2 separate regions of the Zea mays genome follow, and region 2 is linked to region 1. A link is a contact called in public Hi-C data. All regions are on one chromosome and are shown on one strand. The core of a region is the stretch at or near the end of the contact, and the rest is flanking DNA. Distances in the headings are between cores, read along the strand shown. Region 1 holds the start of LOC103627791 (probable E3 ubiquitin-protein ligase RHC1A). Region 2 holds the start of LOC103627796 (WAT1-related protein).

Region 1 (2,586 bases), core at 31-2,530:
GAACATTTTATTTTCATCCGGACACTTGTGTCTTTGTCATAAAATCTTTTATTGCTTGCAAATTTACTATTGATGCTCAAATATTCTTTGCTTCATCAAAAAATTTCCTTGATCAATTCTGGTGATTAGAACAATTTTAGTTTTTTGGTTATAACTTTTTTCTTTCTCGGAACATTTCTCTTTGCTTGGAGCATTTTCCTTAGTATTTAGAATAATTTAATTTTTGATCGAAATAATTTTTTTCTTTGCTCAGATCAATGCTTGTTGCAACATCATAGTGCACCTGATGGGGAATCCAATATGTTTCACGTGACATGTAGGGGAAGGCACCGAAGAAGGTGAAGGTTGTAGAAAAGGGTCTTAAAAAGGGCACGATGAAAGCCCAACTTGCTAAGAGAGGTAGGAAGGCTAAGAATTGATGACATGTTGATTTCCTCGTCAGAGAAAAAAAATGCTATTGAGAACCTGAGATGGCAACAAAGATGAGAATTCTTCAACGCATTAGCCATCGTTGTGAGGCGCATCATCAGTTCAACATCATGTAGTGTTGGTTTTAGAGAGAAAGAGAACATGTAAAGCTATAAATGTTCTGTACTCTATGAGTGTTCAGCTTTGGATCATTGAAAAGATCAATATGTTCAACTAAAGTTGAATTGACCTCTCTAAAATTTATTTGACAAGGTCTACCTATGCAATAAATGGAAACCGTAGCAACGCACGAGCACGTACCTAGTAAGATAAAGAAGGTTTCCCAAAGAAATTGTACACCCTCGGAGGGGTGTGATTACAACCGACAGATACACACTACTAGGTCTTGGTGATTTTAGTGATGCGGACAAGCTAGTGCTTAAAATTTTAAATATTTTAAATGGCGTGGACAATCCCATCTATATTTGAACGTTTTTGTAAGATCTAGACTCAATATATTTTAACAATACGGTTTGTGGTTTAAACTTTTAACATCGAATTTGAATAAAGGCATCTACTCTCAGACGAACCTACAGCTTATTGTATATGATCCGGACAGTTTAAGCCTTGTCATACCATGACTGAGCACACACGACATAGTCCAAACTCCAAGCGTGCATGGGCCGTGTCGTGCCCAGCTGCACATTTGGAGATCTATACGCTGGCCGCCTCCATCACCTCCTGGCCGGCAAGCAACCCGCGCTTTGGCGCCACGCACAAGTCACCGTCGCCGAACACCGCACGCCCCCTACGAACTCACCTCAGCTCAGCTCAGCTCGCCGCAGAATCGCTTTCATCCACCCGCAAAGCCATCCTTTGCCACCCGTGCGTCAATTTCCGCGCCCCAAACAACCAAGCCTGCATTTGCTTTAAAACCAGCGTCGTCTCATGCACAATTCCATCCTCCTCCTCCGAGAGCTACAGCTGCCGATCGAGGCAGGCAGCCAGGCACCATCAAACCAACCCGACGCAAGGAACCGCAACCACCGCCTCGCCGATGTCGGCGACGACGGCGCCCGTGCGCCACCGGACGTGCCGCATGTACTGGTGCTACCAGTGCGGCCGCGCGCTCCGCATCATCTCCTACCCGTCCACCGACGTCTTCTGCCCGCGCTGCTTCGGCCGCTTCCTCCACGAGATCGACCTGCCGGCGCGCCCCGCGTTCCCGCCGCCGCACTTTCTGCCGCACCCGTTCCACCCGCAGCGCCAGCACGACGGCCACCCGCGCCGCTGGGTCATATACGGCGGGGAGCCGGCGACGACGGTACCAGGCCGCGCGTTCCGCCAGCCTGCTGCGCCGGCGCAGGGACCTGCCACGCATCCTGCTCCTGCGCCGGCGCCGGTTCGACGGCGCGTGCCCTCCCCGCCGCCGCCGCCGCCGGTACTGCGGCGGCCGACCACGGCCCCGGCCGTCGACCTCGGGAACTACTTCACGGGGCCGAACCTGAACAACCTCATCGAGGAGCTGACGCAGAACGACCGGCCGGGGCCGGCGCCGGCGCCGCCGTCGGCCATCGACTCGCTCCCGACGGTGCGGATCACCGGGGCACACCTGTCGGACGGCTCGCAGTGCCCCGTGTGCAAGGAGGACTTCGAGCTCGGGGAGGCCGCGCGGCAGCTGCCGTGCAAGCACGTCTACCACTCCGACTGCATCGTGCCGTGGCTCCGCCTGCACAACTCCTGCCCGGTCTGCCGGTACCAGCTGCCGGGAGCCGGGTCCACGTCCAACGGCGGCAGCCAGGCCGCACCTCGCGGCGGAAGCGACGGCGACAGGAACAGCAGGAACGGGGAGAGGGGGAGAGAGCCCCCGACGTTGGTGCGGTGGGGGCCGTTCTCGTGGCTGTTCCCACCGCACGGGATGGACGACCCCGACGACGCGTGGGAGCACGGGCGGCGCGGCAGGCACGACGCGGCCGACGCCGGCGGTAATGACATGACGGCCCTCCAGTCCTTTGTTCTTGTGGCAACCTGCGTTTTCTTCTTCTCGTTCTTGGTCTGAATAAAAAAAAGAAACTGGGCGATGTACGAAGACGACATGTGTTTCATCAACTTCGCGTTTTCTAAGCCGTTTCTCATCTATCATTTGCTTTCAGCATTCTACGCTTGGTGGCGCTCTCT
Region 2 (2,586 bases), core at 32-2,531, 150 kb after region 1:
GACGAACGTGACGGCCGGGAGGATGTTTATGAGCGCCGACGCGAAGCCGGCCGAGGTCAGGTTCGCCCCCATGTAGTAGAGGTTCTGGTCCAGCACCGGTCTGCATGCACATGCGGGAACGACATCAGATCAGAGACATCATGCATGCATGCATGCATAAGTCTATTATTAATTTGTACGTACTCGAGCATGGCGAGCCCCATTATCTTGAGGAAGATGGTGATGGTCATCCTTGGCCTCGCGTTCCTGCACCACGTACGTACGTTGCATTAATGGGAGAACAAGAAACAATTAGCAGAGATCAGCTACTACTTGGGAGTAAGCATGCATCATTTTGATTTAACAACAGATGATGACAACGAGCTGTGGGAAACTTTTTAATTTGCTCTGGATGCATGCAGGTACGGAATAGAATAGGCGTGCTAGCTGCTTTTTTCCAGATTGATTAGGATCCGCAAGTGCTAGCTAGCTTAGTCGTGGAGCATGCACCATATATATATTTGCTGAAAGCGACCAGTGAAAAATGCTACGTCGCGGGCTTTGGCAGACCGAGAATGTCTTATGAACTGATCCGAAGTAAGTAGTATATGTACTCGTAGCTAGATTCGACGAGTGGCTGATGACAACGAACTGCAATGGACGAATATATACTGAATGTATATATACTGAATGCGAGTGCAAGCATGCATCGGCATATGTACGTAGCTTCATCGTCAGACATCAGTTGCAACATGGAAGTGAGCGTCGATCGATCGATGGTAATGCTTGTGCAAGCAGAGAATCGTACGTACGTGTCTGCCTAGGATGAATCATGCATGGGCACGACCTAAGGCTATCTCAATCAGCTTATCTATCCTCATTTTCATATTCAAACTTTACTGTAGGAACAGTAATATAGTCTAAAATAGTGTTTTCAGTGACCTATATGGAGGGGAGAGAAAAACGACTAGTGAGGATCGGAGCGACATGATTAATTATATATATTGTTACCTCTCGAACCAGAGCGCGAATGGCGCCATGACGGCGGTGGCGCAGAGGTTACGGTACACGACGAGGACGAAGTGGCTCATCCCGCGCTTGAGCGAGGCCACGGCCACGATGTACATCCCGGCGAAGCCTACCTGCAGCAGGACCATGGCCAGGTACGGCTTCACGTCGTTCAGAACTTTTCCCACGCCCATTTTATCTCTCAAAGCTAAGCTCTCTCCTCCAACAAGTTCCAGCTGCTAATGGCTAATAAGTAACTATACTACCTCGACCGAGGTCCTCAGCTAGTAGCTAGCTATGGCAGTGAGGAGGCAGCCGAGGTCACCCAACCATTTATATAGCCGCGCGCCGCTGTACGTACGTACATGTACATCCCGAGACGATGCCAGCAAGCTAAGTGCAGCCATTGATGGATCCGAGTCACCGGCACCCGGCTGTTGTGTGTCTGTCGCAGTGCTGGCTTAGCTAATTGTTCCCCTTGTTTAATATTCCACTTCCGGCGAAAGCAGAAGCTGCTCGATCCTACTACTACTTCAGCTTTTCCCGGCCCGGTCCGGCCCGGCCCGGCCCGGAAAATGCAGGGCCTCTCTGGCACTTATGAGAGTTAGCTTAGCCTTAAATTTTTTCTTCTAGATCACTTTTTTGGGTCATATCATCAGCATCCCATCTCCTATTTTTTCATCTTCCGCATCGGTCTTTTTAAATACTTTTCCTATACCTCACTACAACTAAAAATATCATTTTCTATGTATATTTTTCATTTACTATAATTTTTTCATCTACTAACAATTGGAAGTGAGCCCACGTAAACAGTATTTGGAGAGCAGTCAAACGCACGCCAGATCGAGGGGGAGAGAGAAACGGACCTCCGTGTGGAGCACCTGGCATGGGAGCCGCTGCGGCCATGGCGCGCATGCATGCTACAGGACAAGGGGGAGGGGGGCGTCGCGCAGCGCGCCTGCTGCGGACGCGCGGACCTGCTTCGCTTTGGCGTAGTGCATGTCGTCAGCATCGCCACGAGCTGAGTAGGGACAGCAAATGTGGAACATGCATGTTACGAATCACGTGACAAGATGTGGAATCGATCGATGCTGGGTATGCCGCCACACAAATTTTATTCAGATTCTCTTCGGTCATCGATCGGGTTTAATTCTGAAGCCGAATTGAAGGTTCTGCCGAAACAAAGCAGCAATGAACAAATGCAACAAAACAAATATCTGATGCTTATTATTGTGAACGAGGTACAGGGTATTCACACAAACATATACACATATGGTACTGGTACTTGTCCTTGTCGCCATCAGTTCCATATTGATCCCTGGAAATTAAAATACCTCTCATTTAATCCTAATTCCTAAATACGTGTCTAGTATAAGAATATCACAACGTGCGATGTGGCGCTATGGTGCACAATACTTTAATTTGTGCAATAGTATTTCAATGTATGAAGAACCCACTCTCCATGATCAGCTCAATAGTATCGCCTTATTAAAGACTCCTTTAGACCGTTCCAACAGGTTCTATAAAGGACCCTGCACCCTAAATTTTAGAGAAAATTCTCATCCTCTATGTGTTCAGGCTGTCCCCAGCAGCGTCCCC

What was found. A called contact is a pair of places that touch in the nucleus more often than the background predicts.
Region 2: a contact with region 1 is called in a Hi-C map of ear, with 1.8 times the contacts expected there. The contact joins the promoter of LOC103627796 here to the promoter of LOC103627791 in region 1. A contact is called at or near these places in 2 of 25 Hi-C or Micro-C datasets (ear and tassel).

Annotation. Positions count from the first base shown.
Region 1 is chr5:218,649,106-218,651,691 of Zm-B73-REFERENCE-NAM-5.0, forward strand. LOC103627791 (probable E3 ubiquitin-protein ligase RHC1A) reads left to right here and starts at 1,281. Exons shown (of 3, transcript XM_008648092.4): 1 at 1,281-2,393; 2 at 2,562-2,586. The coding sequence starts at 1,466.
Region 2 is chr5:218,800,216-218,802,801 of Zm-B73-REFERENCE-NAM-5.0, forward strand. LOC103627796 (WAT1-related protein) reads right to left here and starts at 1,282. Exons shown (of 5, transcript NM_001346921.1): 1 at 991-1,282; 2 at 184-246; 3 at 1-100. The coding sequence starts at 1,181.